2 separate regions of the Sus scrofa genome follow, and region 2 is linked to region 1. Evidence: chromatin contacts called from public HiChIP or PLAC-seq data. All regions are on one chromosome and are shown on one strand. Each heading gives the region's core, a stretch centred on a gene start, on an enhancer-like site or on the middle of the called end of the contact. The rest is flanking DNA. Distances are from core to core; before and after follow the strand shown.

Region 1 (5,501 bases), core at 1,811-4,310:
CCAAGTGAAAGGAACAAGCTGCCCAGAGGCATGGAGGCTGGGAAGAGCCTGATGATTGAAGGTGTAGAGAGACAGACCTTTATCGAGTGCTTAATATAAGGCAGTCACTGTGCTATTTCAAAATGATACAGGTGTGCATAATTCTAAACCATTTCCAGGGTGAAATCTGCTCAGATTACCATATGATAGCTATGGCATATGAAAGAGATTCTAGAAAGAATGTAGAAAACCTGTGAGTAGTATTTCTGAGTGATGTCTATTGTTACTGTCACCATGTTTAAGTCCCTTTCCATACACTATCCACTAATCCTCACTTAATAGTAATGGCCATTACTCTTGTTTTAGAGATGAAGAAATAAGTTTTAGAGCAGTAGAATCAGCTTGCTATGGTTGACATAACAAACCCCACAGACTGGGTGGCTTAAACAACAGAAATTTGTTGTTCCGGAATTCCCCATAATGGCAAAGCGTCCAGGTTGTCAAGGGGTGAGAACTGTTTCCCTGTACCTGGAGTGTTGCGGGGGGAGGGATTAGCTCTGAAAAGTGGACATTCACTTCTCACGCACTTCTCTCATCCAGCTCTGTGGACCTTCCGGTAAATAAAGCTCTGGCTGGACCCAGTGCTGGCCGGTCAGGGTGTGCCCGGTCACACTTCAGTCCTCAAAGGGAATGCAGCGCAATCTGTGAGCCTTTCTACAAACAAAAATTAACTAACTTAACTCTGGATGTTTAATGAATGGAGGGAAATGACCTATTTACTTTCTTCCGAGTTTTGCTGAAGCAAATGAGTTTAATCACTCTGTGCAGTAGGAAGCTTTGAGTAGGGATTACATGTACGTAAAAGTTGAGGAAAAAATATACAGTTGGACGTACACCTTAGAACAATGGCCTCAGCTCTCCGGCGTGATCTCACATCCATTCACACCCGGTGCTTTTCAGCCTGAGGAGCACTGTCCTGGGTGTCATCTCATTTGCACACAGCAGCAAGCTCTGAGCCAAGGAGGGGGGTGTTGTTTGTATTGTTACTGATGCTCCTGCTTCCCGTCAGAGGAAGCTGAAGCTCAGCTGGAGGGAGCGACCTTCCAAATCCTACAGCTGTAGTTGCCCAAGTGGATTAGAACCCAGGGTTTCTGATCCCCAGCCTTATATTCCAACCATCTCCGTCTTCTTCTACTCCAATATGCCACTCTCCTCCGCTTTGCAGAGACAAGTTTGCTGTCATAGCACCTAAGCTGAGCAGCTTTGGAGTAGGACCCACAGAGAAAGAGGTCCTCTCTCCGTTGTAAGACCCCTCAACCTCTAAGCTGTCTCAGGGCTGACACCTTCCCCCATCAGGTCTCCATCTCCAGGTAGCCTTCTTAGAGAGCACGTTTGTGATTCTCCTCTCAAAAGCAGTCTCCCACCCCCACCCTACCGTGGTTTGTCACATCGTCCCATATATTTCCTTCATAGTACTAAACCTATCTGTGTAATGACCATGATGTGTGTTTGTTAACCTGTTTGCTACCTCCTCCATGACACAGCAGCTCCATTTGAAGAGCAGGCTGGGGAACCCTGCTCACTACCTGCCCTCATCACCCACAGCAGAGTCTGGCATATAGAAGGTGCTCAGGAAGGACACCAGCCAGGGAAACAGGACAAGAACCACTACATCAAGTCATTCTAAGGCTCACAATGAGGGATGGAGGCAACTTCACATTCTGGCTGAACCTCTTACCCTTTATCTGACCTTGAGAGACTCATTTTAACCTCTGCTAATGGCTGAATTGTGTCCTCCCCACCCCTAAACTCATATGACCAAGTCCTAACCCCCAATACCTCCAAATGGGTCTATATTTGGACACAGGGCCGTCCTAACCCCACATGACCGGTATCCTAATAAGAGGAGGAAATTGAGACACAAAACCTACAGAGGAAAGATGATGTGAAGATGCAGTGAGGAGGTGGCCCATCTACAAGCAAAACAGAGTTCTCAGAAGAAACCAATCCTGCCAACACCTTGATCTCAGATTTCTAGTCTCCAGAATTGTGAAAAAATACAATTGCATGGTTTAAGCAAATCAGTCTGTGGAGCCCTAGCAAACTGATACAACCTCTCTAAGACTTATTTTTTCATCTCTAAAATAAGAATGGTCAGTACTATTTAATGTGGATTAATGAAATAATGTATAGAAAGAGACATAATGCAGTGACAGTAACATAGACATCACTCAGAAATACTAGCCACAAATTGTCTACTTTCCTCCTAGAATCTAACTCCTTCATATGGCAGTTATCAGTATGATAATCTTAGCAGATTTCACATAGAAGATAGTTTAGAATTGCGATACCTGTATAATTTCAAAGTAACACCAAGACGGCTTTACATTAAACACCCAATTGATAATTGTAGTATGAATAATGAAGGAATGAATTTGTAAGCATAATGGATATACCAATCTATTCTCTGGGTAAGCAATTCCCTCCAAGCGCTATGACTTATAGAGGCACCCACCTAAAGCAGAGGGAAAATTTCCATTACAATAAACGCAAACATAGCAAAGCTGGGAGTTCCTGTTGTGGCTCAGAGAGTTAAGAACCTAACTAGTATCCATGAGGATGCGGGTTTGATCCCTAGACTCACTCAGTGGGTTAAGGATCTGGCATTGCCTCAAACTGTGGCATAAGTCAGAGATGCAGCTTGGATCCCAAGTTGCTGTGGCTGTGGTGTAGGCCAGTAGCTGCAGCTATGATTCAACCCCTAGCCTAGAAACTTCCATATGCCACAGGTGCAGCCCTAAAAATAAAAAAAATAAACACAGCAAAGCCACATCATCACCTTAAATGCATATTTAGTTGTGAGGCAAACCATTCATCTATGAAAGAAAATAATTTCTAATTCCTTTCTGGAGCAAGATTATATCTTGATTCAAGACTTGCTTTGTCTAAATCCTACTTCTTTCTCCCAGGAAAAAATCCAAAGCCTTAGATGTTTCAAGAAAAGCCCTTCACAAACAGACTGACTAAGAAGCATGGTGTTTCCCATCCCCCTACTTCCTGGAAGAGGTTCCTGCTTCTCAAAGGTTTGCTCTGTCTATTGCCAGCACAACCACCTCCAGACACCCACGCCCTGCATTTCCTGTTGGTAATGTCCGCTGGAGTATCTGGTCACATGGATGCAAGAAAACACACACACACTGAAATACATAATTGTCAGAGGAAGGAAACTTGGGAATTGGAAAGGCCCCTTAATTTATGATAAACACACATTGTTATTACTGGCTTATCTTCGTCATCATTTGAAAATATTTCCACAGGGCAGTTTCTACCTACCTGGGCACCCTACATTGCCTTATGCACACACCTCTAGATTAGAAGCTCGGAGTTCCATCATGGCTCAGTAGTTAACGAACCTGACTAGGATCCACGAGGACATGGGTTTGATCCCTGGCCTCTCTCAGTGGCTTAAGGACTTGGTGTTGCTGTGGCTGTGGCGTAGGCTGGCAGCTATAGCTCTGATTCGACCCCTAGCCTGGGAACCTCCATATGCCACACATGTGGCCCTCAAAAGACACACACACACAAAATTAAATAAATAGATGAGAACTTCGTTTCTAGTTCCCTGTCTAAGCAAAGAATATTTGCATTTTTCCAAAAGTACATTAATTAGAGGTCCTTGCAGGAGAAGGTGATCCGATACAATTCATGTGCCCATAGAACCCTTCCTGACCCTCTTTTTCTTTTTCCCATAGGAGAGGAAAAACTGGCTAGAACAAAGAAGTACTTTTTTTTCTTGGCAATTGATAGCATGTAGGTTTACACAGTGTACCCAGCCAAGTTGTTATTTCCTTTCAGTATAGGCTGAAGTTAGATTCATATGTACTGAAGGAATATAAGAACCATTTGTGTTTTTTTTATTCCTTATGATACATAATAACTTTCACATACCCTCCTGCCAAGATGTAAATATATTCAATGGGCAAATCATCAGCAGTTCTGAAGAGGAAGCAAAAAGCTGGTTTCACTTATTTATTTTGTTTGGTTGATTGTGTTAGCATCAGATTATTAAAGGTACATGTTCTCATTTCCTTTGTTTATATTTTATTAGAACACTAATGACTGTTATTAACATTATTACCACTCTTTATAATAACATCTTGCCTTTAAATGAAGTCTTTCGTCCTGAAATATCCCAAAGCTGTTTACAACCTATTAAATAAATTAGACATGGGCCTCACCTCACTCTCCCCAAAAAGGTACCCACTTCCGGCAGTGAAATCCAGCCGCTGTATTACCACAAGACTAGCCCAGCCTGGGATGTCATTAAGGACGGAAAGGGCCACAGAAAGTTTACTCAATGTGGGGCTACAAGACCCCTTCAAGGAGATAGAACCTCAAGCCTCTGGACAAGACAAGAAGTGCCAGACCTTTGTCATTGCCCCCGCCCATCTCATTGTCCCCTACCTTGAGCAACCTGGCTTACTACTTCCTATGCCCTACTAGGAAAGGTATGCAGCCCACTCCCTACCCCACCCCTATAGGGGCATTATATGTGCTCAACCAACCAGCAAGAGTATCTTAAGACCCCTCTTTTTCCAACCAATCACCTGTCAACAGGTGTAACATAAGACTTCTCCTCTCCTTGGGCCATAAAAACAGACATGACCATGCACCTAGGGTCATCAGCTCTCCCTGATCATCAGGAAGTGGTTCTGCCTCACTAGCAGCATCAGTCTCTTATCTCAATAAGCTCTTCTTTCTTTTCACCTAACTATACTGGAAAATTCTTTTCTCCAACCTGCATGCACAGATGACGACACTCTAGTCAACTAGCCACTAGCCATGGCACTAAGAGGCCCTAAAAGACAAGCAGAACAAAGGCCCTTTTTGAACTGTGGACCTTGATCAAAGGTCTAAAGAGCTGGATTGATGATTTGTCTTATCTTCTGGACCCAGGCCTAAAATAGTTAGAGGTGCAAATCAGGAAATATGGTATTTCTGCGAATATTAAAGGGAAAAAAGTTGCAGATTTATGAGAAAGAGAGTTAATGCTCCTGAGGCATTTAACCATTGAAATCATCTGAACTGAATCCAAATACCTGTCTTTTTCATGTTCACTTTTATTATTCACCTTCAATGATGAGAATATTGAAAACTGCTTGAATCCCATCCAATGGTATGTGTTTTTGTCCAGCCAACCGTTGATCTAACCACCATTAATCTTTAATTCTGTTAAATTCAACCGCATTGCTTTTTGCCTGCAAGACCCCACACGGGAGAGCCTCTTGAACTGGGAAGAATTTTAGTAGAAGGCATGTAAGCTAATCATTTCTTTTTCCAACATTTCTCTACTCTTCTGAATTGGGAGAAAAAAGGGCTACTGTATTTTTTGACAGTCTGAGTGGACAGCAGTAGTAATGTGTAACAACTCATCTGCGAGTATTCTGAATTCTTCCTAGCAAGGCCCTCACAGCCCTGGGCCGCTCCTATCTTTCCATCCCACACTGTCGGCCCAGAGGGGA
Region 2 (5,501 bases), core at 2,004-4,503, 140 kb before region 1:
TCAGTTTTTTGTGTTGTAGGACTAAGGTCCCTATTTTCTTGCTGGTTGTTGCCTAGGAATTGCTCTCAGTTCCCAGGAACAAATCCTTTCAATCTAGAGGCAGTTAATAACTTGGAATTGTAGCATCCCAAGCCACTAGAAGCACATCCCCTTGACTTCTTCCTCTGCAACCAGCCAGGGAAAAAACCTATTTTTCAAAAAAAATAGTTCAACTGATTAGGTCAGGTCCACCTTGAATACTTTCTCTTTTGTCCTACAACTTAGTAATCATGGAGATGATGCCTCATTATAGTCATAGGTTCTGCCCACACTCAAGAGAATTAGACACATGTACAAGAGGTGGGGCTTGTAGGGATAGTCTTAGAATTCTACCTAAGACTTTACAGTTTTCAATAAAACTCAGATGTGCCGAGGGTATAAAGAGTAATAAATAAGTCAATAGAATCAAAATCCAAGCACAGTTTATAATCAAAACCATTTAAAATTGGGATGCTTCCCTTTCTCTCAGCATTTCCATTAAATGTGCTACTTGATGTTAACAAAAGCATTCCATGCACCCATTAGTTTGGAATATTTGTAAACTGGTGTTTGTTTTTAGTTTCATGACCTTTCAGAGCCTTTTATTTGATTTATTTTTTTCTATTATTTTAACAGAGACTTTTATCATCTTACACAATATTTAATAAGAAGCATCTTCCAAACTTATCTGACTGAGGAGTGTATTTTCATTCCAGAGTGTTGGCTGATATTTGCTTGGCCTACTGCCTGGCTATACTAGTTGTTTACTTCCAGGATTCTTTCTGATTAATCAACTTTTCTTTCTAATTGGGGGTGCCCGTTAGGCACCTAAGATTTTTTGTTTTGTTTTGTTTTTTTAGCACTGCACCTGTGGCATATGGAAGTTCCCAGGCTAAGGGTCAAATTGGAGCCAGATCCCAGCAGTGTCTGCAACCTACATCACAACTTGAGGCAACACCACATCCTTTAACCTACTGAGCAAGGCCAGAAGATCAACACTGCATCCTCATAGATACTAGTTAGATTCTTAACCTACTGAGCCACAATGGGAACTCTGCACCGAAGTATTTTTAACATCATTCCTGTGTTAGAGCTGTAGTTCTCAACTCTCTTCTCAAAGTAGAATCACCTAGAGCTTGTAGAAATGACTAATGCCTGGGTCCTAACTTCAGAAATTGATATATAGCTCTCTCATAAATGCTAAACTGAGACCAATACTTTAGGAGTATGTTTTATTGCTTTAAATATTTAAAAATAATAGTTATATGTAAGGATATTAAGGATATTCTGTATATTAGGCATTATGATACATGATTTGAATTAATGGTATTTTATTGAATCTTCACCCAAATCCTATGAATCAAGCTCATTACGTCTATTTTACAGAAAAGAAAATTGAATATTTGAGGAGTTAAGTTACTTGCCGAAAGTCTCATGGGGTGGAGGATATGAAACTAGTTCATCCAGTCTCTAAAATCCATGCATTTATTTAATCATTCTGCTGCATTGCTTAGTAAATTGAGCTTTTGTCAAAAGAACGTAATATAAAATCTGCAACAATTTCAAAAGAGCTCCTCTCTCTCTGGACCTGTGGTTACAAGATGACAGCAAAAAGAAAGGCATCCTGCCAGAATTTGGCATTGTCGCTCAATGAAGCAGGAAATCCCAGTCTTGTTGAATTGAGAGCATGGAGCTACCACAGAATAAAGAGAACAGATAGAACTCGGGCCAGTAATAGAGCTTGCCCAGTATACATTTCCAACTGGTTAAAACCCACTTCCTTTTACCACCATTTTGAGCTAGTATGCTGTCACTTTTTAAGTAAAATATGTATCTCCTGCCAAAGAGAGCCGGCTCTTCCATTGTCTGTAATACAGGAAACATCTTTTAATTTCTGCCAACTTTGACTATCTCAGCATGGCACATGCCAGTGGAGATTTGGGGTGTAACTGTTGGACACCAAGATTCAGTAACAGAAAAGACATTAAAGATAAATTTATGTCATGTTTGTTGCATCTTTTTCATGTGCCTTTTAAGAGACCTAGTAACTAAACACATCACCAGTTTCAGCAAGCCAGGGCTGAGAGGTTAGATTATTGTTTACGCTCTGAAAGCACCTTTGAGACAATCTTTGGTCCATCACAGATATCTTCTCTCATCAACACATACTAATTACCTCTAGAGGAAGGAGATCCCTGAGGTCTCCTGCTAGGAAATGCTAATAAAACCACATACAGTATTACAGGATGATGGACTGGGGAAAAAGCGCTCTGGACTCCACCCCCACTATCTGCAATAATTCACTGTGTTCTCGTTAGCAAATATGTAGAATATAATTACAATTGTCATCTATCTCGTAGAAATGTGGTGAACAAAATGTACTGAAGAAAACTTTTCCTAACCTGAAAAAACATAGGTGTTGGTGATCCAATTAAAGTCAATAGACATTTTGTTGAACATTAGGGCACCGTGAGGATAGTAAAATTCCATATGAAACAGTCTCTATCCTCACAAGATTCAAAATCTAGGTAAACCAAGGTAAATAAGTGGAGTATCTGGGAGAATTTCATAAACTCTATTATTAAAAATACAGACACAAAGTGCATTGGGGAAGGAGTGAAGTTGCTATCAGAGCTTTCTATCCTAATCCCAATATTTATGAGAATGGGTAACTAGTAAATGACTTAACTCAGGTGAACCTTTAGTATTATCAATCAATGGGCCATAATATCAAGCTTCAGGCATGTAGAAAAGATAAGTAAAAAGTAAGCTAATGAGTGTGAAAAAAGGAAATGCGGAAAGCTCTTTATAAATGCCGGTTGTTCCTATAATCATTGATCCTTGGACCTAGAGGTGAGGAATTCAGGGAGTCTTCAGAGAAGGGCCATTAGAAAAGTAGATGTCTGAACATCCCACTGATTACTGCTTGTTGTTCATCTGAAATTCAAATGTAACTGGGTGTTCCGTGTTTTATCTGGCAACCCTACCTGGGACTTAGTTGGGACCCAGCACTGGGTGAGTCATCCAGGCTGTGTGAACCAGGCAGGGTGCACTGGGGATTATGTTGTTCTTCCCTTCCTACCTCTTCATACTTCAGACCCCAGGATCATGTCAGTTTCTTTTTTTAACAGCCGGTATTGCTGACTCATGCTGGGCTTGCAATCACTGGGCCGATGAGTAGGCAAGAAAGCACTTTGTCACTCTCTGGAGGAGAAGAACTGAGAGCTGCCCTTGGAAAGGAGCCTGCACAGCAACCTGGGTCACTGAACATGCCACATGCCGAAGGAATTACCACTGTTCAGTGTGAGTTCTATCTGAATTTGGGAAAGTCCCTCTGAAGGAATCTGATACTTTAAACACAGGGCAAACCAGCTGTTACCTTAACTGGATTATTTACAAGAAAATTTTATTATTCCCTGAAGTTTGTGATTTAGCTATATTTTACATTTATTTTGTTCTCTCAATGAAAGTATCAGTCACATCAGAAATTTGGTGTTTTTGTGTGTGAGAGTTTTGGTTTTAGTTGTGTTTGATTTTACACTCCAGATCAAAGTGCAGTGTAATTAACCTTTGGTGTTTGGACAAGGCGACCAGCAAAGGGGATAGACATATTCTCTTTATACTGGAGGGGAGGGGCTCAGGTCCAGGCAGCCATCTGTGGGAGTGGACCCAGAGGGACCAGATTTTGGAAATGCCTTTGTTTGGCAAGGATATTGTTTTTATTTAGCTCAATTGTTACAGAGCAATTAAAAAAACAACAATGAAGTTTCTAAAGATGCTTTTGTGCAGACAGTATATAAGTGTGAGAAAATGACAATAGTTCCCATGAGAGGAAATAAAGTAACTAAAAGTAACAAGTAACAGCAATATATTCAGCAGCTCTCCCTAACAAACAGCATTCCTAATGGCCTATCCCCCTACAACACTACTTCTCCAAATATTTGGGGAAAATACCATTAAGAAATAGAGGGACATTGTTTGGAAGAGACTATTTGACATGCCGCAAAAATCACTTCTTTCAAAACTATGGGAAGTTTCAGGAGCTGTTGTGTACCGGGAGGGTTTTATTTGTTGAGCCCTGTAACAGGGCAGTCAGAGTTAAGTGCTTTCTGCCAGACATCTGCCATGGCTGGAAAAAAAAACATATCTTAAAAGCAATCAGTGTATGTGCCTGCTCTTTCAAGAACAGGAGACTGAGTGATTTATGCTGGTTGCAACTTTGACCATGAGAACACTTAGACAGCAACTTTGTCTAGAAAACCGCTGGCATCAAAGCCTTTGAAGGTCAAGAACATTGACAACAGCATAAGTTTTGCAATTTTTGTTTTCAAGTCTCTCAGCCTTAGGATTTTTAGGAGCAAAGCAGGGTGATGACTTGAACACCGGAAATATAGATTTCACTAATATGCACAACACTATAGGCTTTGTAAGCAATTATGGACATGGGTTTACATGTTGTAGGTGGCAGTCTAGTTTCATGTTGGTTAATCTAAGGTACTAGATTGAAGTACAGAAAAGCCTTATTTTCCAGATTCCTTTTAGACTTTTTTGTGAACATGTGCATGCATGTGCACACACATGCACACATGTGTGCACACACACACCCTTGCCTCTTTTCTAAAAAACAAAGTACCAATCAACAAAGGAAACTTTGAAAATGGAAACAAGTCTCCAGGGTTCTCAATTACTAGTTTTTTCTAAATTTGTTCCCTTAATACTTCATTAAAAATAGGAACATTTAGGTCTAACAATAATAAGGTGGCTTTATCACTGGAAAAAAGTAGGAATCATAGTTAGTCATATCAAAAGTGGGTGGCTACCCTGCCCCAGCAAACACAGGAGTAAGTAGATTCTCCACTATTCTTTCTCTGAGACTGTAAAGACTGTGTGTTTTCTCAGAGAGCCTCCCATGAAGAGGTTCTCAAGCTTTTGAATGAAAGCTTGTTCTGTGGGAGGGAAGATAGTAAATACAATAATTATTACATGAGTCTTAGTGGAAGATATGGGGCCAACTGACACATGACTAATAGGAGGCATTGTCTATAATGCATCTAGGGGCTCAGGAAAATGTTTAATTTTTAAAAATCTGAACTGGAAAATGAATATCATCATCGTGATGGATAAATGGGTAATGAATCCAGCTCAGATTATGTTTTCTTTACAACAATGCAGTTATAAAATATAATATTTTCATATGGAGAAAAAGAGTCTCACAAAGCAAAAGTGCTGGGAGTACATGGCAGTTGTCAGCACAGGTGGGATGGCCAAGGGCTATGGGGGCACAGAAGGAGGAGCAGGAAAGTCTCAATAAAGGAGGTGACAGGTGAACCAGCTGCAAAGGATGGATAGACCCTTGCTTGTGATGACAGGGGAAAGACATTCCTACAGAAGACATAAGCAGAGACTTTGAAATATAGCATGGATTAATAGGGTCTTAGGAAACAGAGTATGCTTCTTTTAACTTACTTTAAGGATAGAACATA

The links. HiChIP or PLAC-seq counts read pairs in DNA pulled down with a chosen protein or histone mark.
Region 2: an H3K27ac HiChIP or PLAC-seq map of alveolar macrophages shows a contact between it and region 1. The contact joins two enhancer-like sites. A contact is called at or near these places in 2 of 2 datasets of contacts at active chromatin or transcription factors (alveolar macrophages and skeletal muscle).

What each region holds. Positions count from the first base shown.
Region 1 is chr16:37,017,875-37,023,375 of Sscrofa11.1, reverse strand. The region is part of intron 6 of LOC102159433 (a long non-coding RNA gene); the gene reads right to left. Among named protein-coding and RNA genes, the nearest start is that of MIR9799, 280 kb to the right of the region's middle. Within about 2 kb of position 3,060, at least 1 of the 83 cell types and tissues checked has an H3K27ac peak or open chromatin away from gene starts, as enhancers often do. A contact at or near this core is called in alveolar macrophages, where this site is marked.
Region 2 is chr16:37,153,098-37,158,598 of Sscrofa11.1, reverse strand. It overlaps LOC106506502 (a long non-coding RNA gene), which reads left to right. Exons shown (of 4, transcript XR_002339610.1): 2 at 3,150-3,321. Among named protein-coding and RNA genes, the nearest start is that of PLK2, 150 kb to the left of the region's middle. Within about 2 kb of position 3,253, at least 22 of the 83 cell types and tissues checked have an H3K27ac peak or open chromatin away from gene starts, as enhancers often do. A contact at or near this core is called in alveolar macrophages, where this site is marked.